2 separate regions of the Mus musculus genome follow, and region 2 is linked to region 1. The links are chromatin contacts, called in public HiChIP or PLAC-seq maps. All regions are on one chromosome and are shown on one strand. Each heading gives the region's core, a stretch centred on a gene start, on an enhancer-like site or on the middle of the called end of the contact. The rest is flanking DNA. Distances are from core to core; before and after follow the strand shown.

Region 1 (3,636 bases), core at 535-3,034:
TGTTTAAATTTGGAAATTGATGTGACCTTCTGAATACTGACAACCCTGGTATTCAAAATCACTGATACTGTGCCCACGTCCTAGAGGATCCACATTTGAGGACATACCCGGGAGAGTTCTTGGCTGTTTAATTATGTCTAGCTCTTTTCTTGGATTCCTAAGCTTGCCTTCCCAATGTTGTCTGCCTGCAGGCTTCTGAGGACAACTAACACAGAACAAAAACATTGAATTTTAATAAACACTGTGGCAACAGTCAAATAAACAGCAGTTCCATGCCCACATATTCTATTAAAATTTAGGGGGAAACTGTCAGCACTTGAACTTCTTTCATTTACAAATTAAGAATGATTTCTTGTTCATTGAGTTTACGGGCTAAAGCAGATCCAAATTATCTTAGCATAGTATCAGTACTTACCGTTACTTTCAAAAAGAAAATCAAAAGCACTATATTGGTTAGAAAACTCAGAAAATCAGCTACAGTGTTTATCCGTGGTTTATAGAACATGGTCACATGTGCTGCTTTTGTGTTGGGAGAGGAGATGCCTTTTACAGTCTCTATATCAATCACATAGTGCCACCATGGCATTCCTTTGTCTTTGACACACAGTGCTTCTGTGTAGGCCAGTTTGACCTCAGACTTTTAATGTCCCTGCTTCTGAAGACAACTCCTGGGATTATAGGTATGTTTCATCATAGCTTTGACTTATCAACCCAACATATTTTCTTGTTTTGCTCTTGCATGTGCCTGTGCAGTGTGCATGCATGTTTGTATGCATGTGCACAGGTACCTTGACACATATATTTGAGTGCATGCGGATGTGATGACCAAGGACTAACATTGGATGTCTTCCTTTTTTATCCCTGCTTTATTAGCTAAGGCAGGCCCTCAATACATAGTGCACTGATTTAGTTAGTCTAACAGAGATTCCTTTCTGTGCCTCTCAAACACTGGGGTGTAATGGTAGGCTGCCACATTTACATGACTCTTATATAAGTAATGGGAAACCTAACTCCAGTCTTCAAACCTCTGAATCAATCACCATATCTACTAAGCTATCTCCCCAGTCTGTTTGATATATTTGTTTTCTGAGATAAGATCTTACATGCTCCTGGCTGGCCTGGAACACACAGTATTGACCAGACTGGTTGTCCATTTGTAGTGACCCTGCTCTACCTCCAAAGATCTGGAATTATAGATAGGCCCTTTAGATCTCAAATAGACTTGTCATCTAGGCTGTAACCCAAAATTCTCGAGGAATATATATGGTTTATCTATACATTCAGCTATTGGACATATGTAAAGTACCTGCTATGTGATGGATGTTATAATAGGCAATAAGAACTCAATCCCCAGAATGTTTTTTCTTCCCTGCCATTTACAGTTCAGTGAGAGAAAGATATTCAACTGCCTACTAGAAGATAAATGAGAGTAATACTATTTTTTACCTTTTAGAGTCTAATCAGCTTATAAAATACTTTACCTCATATCACTGGTTGTCAATGTATGTGAAAGGAAAAAAATGACCACATTTTCTATCTAAAAATGCAGTAGGTGTAGATACACCAAGATGTTGCCTCATACCTAATGGAAGTTTGACAACAATCCCAGCAGATCTATACTTAGCCTCAGGCTGCTGCAGGATTAGTACAATATTGCTGGGGATTTATTGAGCAGTCTTTTCTCTGAAGGTCTTCCTGGAAAATTTGCCTGAACTTCTGACGTCCTCCCTCCATTTACAGCACACTTGCTTTATCAGCTTTTCTACATAACAACCTATGGAAATGAGCCAACCTGGAAAATGGCTCCATTTACTTTGCTCTGAGCTACAGATGGCATAGTGAACACTGAGTTAATGGAAAACTGACACTTGCTAGCTCAGGTTGGCAGCTGTTTCCACTTTAGCTGTGGCATGAGAGACAGAGTATTTCAAGGGGGAGGGCTGGGGGGGGGGCTGCCATCTGCTTAGAAGGTGTTCTACATTTCCTTTAAAATGAAGATGGATACCAGGAACTGAATGTGAGTCAGTGTATTGTAGGAACTTATTCCTCTAGGTCTGCATGGTTAGGAAAGCTGACTAGTGTATTTCCAGGTAGTTTATTTTTTTCATTATCTTTTTCTTTTTTTATTAGACATTTTCTTTACTTACATTTCAAATGTTATCCTCTTTCCTGGTTTCCCCTCCAAAAAGTCCCTGTCCCCTATCCCCCTCCCCCTGCTCACCAACCCACCCTCTCCTGCTTCCTGGCCCTGGCATTCCCCTATACTGGGGCATAGGACCATGAAGTCTGCTTTTCATTGGCCAATTACTCCTAGACATGGAGACTGACCAAGAAACAGAAAGAAAGAGAGAGAGAGAGAGAGAGAGAGAGAGAGAGAGAGAGAGACAGACAGACAGACAGAGACAGAGACAGAAAGGGGGAAGATGAGGAAAGGGATATCCAGGACTTGCTATGGTGGGAGAGTTTGTTTCTGATGAGGCCTGTCACAATTGGTTTGGAACAGATGTGTTCCACTCACCAGAGATCCTAAGATCGCATGGAGAGTCCTCTGGGGACCGTGGGACTGTCCGAAGAGTTCATGCCCAAGGTGACCTGGATCTGGCGCTGACCTGAAGGAACTTGTGCGCCTGGTCAGGCAGGTTTTCTGCTTCCCTGCTGCTGTCTCAGGCCTGGTGCTTTGGATTGGAACCGATGTTGTGTTCCACTCACCAATGATCCTAAGATCATGAGGAGGGTCCTCTGAGGTCTGTGGGATAGATATTTTCTTTATTTACATTTCAAATCCTATCCCCTTTCCTAGTTTCCTCTCCAAGAAAATCCCCTATCCCCTTCACCCTCACCCTGCTCCCTAACCTACCCACTTCTACTTCCTGGCCTTGGCATTCCCCTATACTGGGGAATCTTGGCAAGACCAAGGGCCCTCCTCCCATTGATGGCCTACTAGGCCATCATCTGCTACATATGCAGCTAGAGATACAAGTCCCACCATGTGTTTTCTTTGATTAGTAGTTTAATCCCAGGGAGATCTGGGGGTGGGGTGAGTACTGGTTAGTTCATACTGTTGTTCCTCCTATAGGACTGCACACCCCTTCAGCTCCTTGGGTATTTTCTCTAGAACATTCATTGGGAACACTGAGCTCCATCCAATAGATGACTGTGAGCATCCACTTCTGTATTTGTCAGGCACTGGCAAGGGCTCACAGGAGACAGCTATATCAGGCTCCTGTCAGCAAGCTCTTGTTGGCCTCCACAATAGTGTCTGGGTTTGGTGGTTGTTTATGGGATGAATCCCCAGGTGGGACAGTCTCTGGATGGACATTCTTTCAGTCGCTGCTCCGAACTTTATCTCCGTAACTTCATCATGGGTGTTTTGTTCCCCCTTCTAAGAAAGATTGAAGTATGCACACTTTGGTCTTATCTTCTTGAGTTTCATGTGTTTTGCAAATTGTATCTTGGGTATTTGAGTACATATCATGTGTGTTCTTTTGTGATTGGGTTAACTCACTCAGGATGATATTTCCAGATCCATTCATTTGCCTAAGAATTTCATAAATTCATTGTTTTTAATAGCCCTTTCTAACACTGTGAAGAATTGAGTTGGAATTTTAATGGGGATTGCATTGAATCTGTAGATTT
Region 2 (3,636 bases), core at 534-3,033, 680 kb after region 1:
CACATATTATTAAATATTAGATAAGGGCTCAGATATTAGTCTCAACTAATCTGAACTGCAGGACAGACAATAGAGTTCTCCTGTATCCAGGTACTATCATTTATAAGATTTCAGGTAAATATAGTAGACTGCAAATCAGATGTTGTAAAATTATAGAAACAGTATACTCAGACAAGGATCTTCATCTGTCTGGAGTTTGGAGTTAGGCATAAAGTGAGACTCCAAGCCCCACGTGACTCTATACAGGTCTCTTGGGAGGTCCCCACATTTCTGCACATGATAAATTCACACTGGTTCTAGGATGCTTAAGTAACTGAGGCATTTCAACAGGCAGAGAGAGATAAGGAGGTCAGATTGCAACAAAGAGGAGGTAAGGAAAACAGGAGTGGCAAATATTGAGACAGGGCAGAATGCAAGAGACCGAAGATCATGGTGGTTCTCAAAATGATCTTTGAGATAGATGAGAGAGTCAGATTGTTAGGAAAAGGAGGAAGGGAAAGACCAGACAAATGAGAAGGAGAGAAAGACTCTAAAGGAACAGCCTGAGCTGGGTGCTTATTCCCCAGGGTCATGTGAACAGCAAGAACCCTCAAGAGGTCCTTGAAACAGCTGGCATCAGAAGGTTGCCAGAAAGTTAAGACTCTAGCCCTAAACTTGTTCAGAATTGTGGGAAGCTATGGGCTGAGAGGTCTACAACCCTGCCATGGGCCAGCCACCTCAGCCATGCAGCCAGGCCGCTTCTCCGTTGGCAGAACTCTCTCTCCGCTTCTTCTGTGGCCCTGACTATTACCATCTGACTGTTATTTTGCCATTTGATGTGGGTAACAGTGAGAGTGACAAAGAAAGCAGCCCCCAGAAGTCAGTTTACTTCTCTTTGGTCACAATGTGCACCAGAGCCGTCACCAGGACATGACTGTAGTCTGACCTCCTGTAAGATACTCTGGTTCTACTGTGGAGCTGGTTGCTTGCTTGGAAAGGTGCTTCAGTCTGACAGGAGTTTTCTCTTCGACTTGCTTATCTACCTCAGCACCACCTCCCAAAGCACCTCAGCTCACTGTCAAAACAAGTCAGACAGGAAAAGATCCACATTCTGTCTGGAATCTCAGGTCAGGGGTTATGGGAGAATTTGTTTCTTACTGAACTGCTATTCAAAGGTCACCAGCCCTAAGGCTTTTGGAGTAAGAGAGACCTATTAAAAAGCTTAGCTTCACAGGTAGGCCCCGTGGCAAAGTTCAGTCACAAATCTACCCCACTGAAAAGGGCTCATTGTTCACCATGAACTCAGAGCATGGCACCCCACTTTTTAAAGACAGAGAGAAAGTACAGACAAGCACATTTTTACATGTCAAGAACCAAGTCCACTAATCACACAAGTACCCACCTTACAGGGCAAAGAAAGCATGCCGGTGCAACCCACAAGGCCCAATCACTATGCAGTCCCCACATCCTATGAAGAGCCAAAGCTTTCCTGAATGGTTGTGTTTTTATTTTTCAAAACAACCGTGTTTCCAAAAGAAGAGAGAGAGAGAATTTGTTCTAAGAGGACCTGGGGCCTCCTACCCAGAAACTGGTCTGCGCTGTCTCTGCTACCCTAGAGGGTGACTTAGTTCTGTTCTTGGGGAGGACACAAGACAGCCTGTTATAGCTTACACAGCCAGTGTGCAATGGTAGGCCTAGGAAGTACTGACTCATACCAAAATGAACTGACTTTGGGGCTGGCCCTTTAAAACTGAAGCATCCTACTTGGTAACTCCTCCTCCAAGGAGGTTCCTTATTAAATGAGAGCTGCTGGCTAAGCGCCGCTGCATTACCGGACCATTACTTTCAACTGCACGTTCCTCCCTGGAGAAGCTGCAGCCTGTCAGCATGGCTCAGGAGTTTGTGAACTGCAAGATCCAGTCTGGGAAGGTGGTCGTGTTCATCAAGCCCACCTGCCCCTACTGCAGAAAGACCCAAGAAATCCTCAGTCAACTGCCTTTCAAACAAGGTCTTCTGGAGTTTGTGGACATCACAGCCACTAACAACACCAGTGCGATTCAAGATTATTTACAACAGCTCACCGGAGCGAGAACAGTGAGTGTGTTTAAATGCTAAGGAAGCGCTGGGGTGTTGCTGTTTCCTTTCCAGAGCTTTGTAGACAGCTAGCTGTGCCTTTTCTAGGATGCCGTTGCCTGGGCTCTGTCCTTCAAAGCAGCCAGAGGACTTTGCAGGGTGTGGGGGAGGGACTCAAGGGAAGACACTGCTCAAATGAGTGGGCAGCAGGACTGCCTGGGAGGACCAGAAGGCAGAACGCTGGTTGGTGTGTGGATAGTGGGCCTGACAGCTGGGCTGGCGGCAGTTAAGTGTTTATCTGAAGGCTTTGTTTTAAGCACTATTTTGAACTGGCAGTGTTCTTCTGGCAAGGCAGGAGGCAGCTTCGAGGCTGGATGTGATCTCTAGCTTTTATGTTATGGATGGGGGCCATAGGCACTCTCTTCCCCCTGTTAGCATGTAGTGGGGTCTGCGGCCCTTCCTTTTCTTTGCACTAGGCTTTCTTTCTTTATCACCTAGTTTGTCCATTCTTACCTAGCCCCACCCACTAGAAAAGTAAATCCTGGACTCCATTTTTGCCTGTGCTGCCTTAATTGTAGGATATTTTCAGGTCTGGTTATCATGATAACTTACTGTATGATCTGATGGATTCTTGCCTTGGAGATCCATCCTCAGTGACGCAGGCTGCAAGATTAGAGGGAGCGCTTCAAAGTCCTGTTCCACAAATCCATATGCAGCTCTCTAAGAACACCTTCCTCCTCAGAAAAGGCTTTCTTTGTGCCTGGGCTGCTGCTGGAATGCCCAGCTCAACAGACTCCAGTGCTGGAAAGTGAGCTTGTTGTACAGTTAACTGGAGTGTTGGGGACAAAGCCGAGGCAGCCCCAACAAGCCAAGAACCTTGGCCACCTGCCTCCAATACCAACTAAAGTGACGCGTGACAGTGAAAAGCAGAGGAAAGAAACTTCCTCAGTGAGGCTTCATTGGGAAGCTGAAAAAATACAGATGTCCATGGATGCCCAAGTCCATAAAATGTATGGTGTGTGTGTCTGTGTACCCTTGTTTACACAACAGCCCAGTGGTTAATGTTGGATGACTTATTTAATCACTCTCAGCCTTACTTTGGTGAGACACCGTCCTTCACTGAATCTGGAGTTCACAGGCTGGGATGGACTGGACTAGCTAGCAGCCAGAACGCCCCTGGGATCTTCCTATCTAGATCTCCCCAGCTTGTGATTTGCACCCAACTTTTTTCTGTGGATTCTGGGGGATCAAACTAAGGTCCTCACTCTCATGCATAAGCACTTACTGATGAGTTACTAGCCGAGCCATCTCCCTTCTTAACTAGAATCTCCTGTCATCTTCTTAAATGGAAAGCCCGGGGTTTGCAGGCCAGGTCCAGGTGAAAACCCCAGCCCCACCCCTCCCCCACTACCCCTGACTCACCTTAGTCTCAGGTCCAGTTGCTCTCCAGGGGTCAGAACTGTGTGAAATTCTCTTCCTGTGAGGTGGGTTTCTCCACTGACTAGCACCAGGATTTCAGCCTTTCCCAGCTCTGGTTTGGGGTGAAGGTGGGGGTGGGGGTGTGTTTGAGGTTCTTTGTTTTTA

Evidence for each region. HiChIP or PLAC-seq counts read pairs in DNA pulled down with a chosen protein or histone mark.
Region 2: a PDX1 HiChIP or PLAC-seq map of a beta-TC-6 cell line shows a contact between it and region 1, with 25 times the contacts expected there. The contact joins the promoter of Glrx here to the enhancer-like site in region 1. A contact is called at or near these places in 2 of 39 promoter capture datasets (cranial neural crest and hippocampal neurons), 1 of 484 Hi-C or Micro-C datasets (bone marrow-derived macrophages) and 2 of 115 datasets of contacts at active chromatin or transcription factors (a beta-TC-6 cell line and bone marrow-derived macrophages).

What each region holds. Positions count from the first base shown.
Region 1 is chr13:75,161,762-75,165,397 of GRCm38.p6, forward strand. No RefSeq gene overlaps it. Among named protein-coding and RNA genes, the nearest start is that of Pcsk1, 74 kb to the left of the region's middle. Within about 2 kb of position 1,785, at least 14 of the 459 cell types and tissues checked have an H3K27ac peak or open chromatin away from gene starts, as enhancers often do.
Region 2 is chr13:75,838,103-75,841,738 of GRCm38.p6, forward strand. It overlaps Glrx (glutaredoxin), which reads left to right and starts at 1,784. Exons shown (of 3, transcript NM_053108.4): 1 at 1,784-2,073. The coding sequence starts at 1,867. It overlaps Gm41005 (a long non-coding RNA gene), which reads right to left and starts at 2,966. Exons shown (of 2, transcript XR_873685.2): 1 at 2,665-2,966.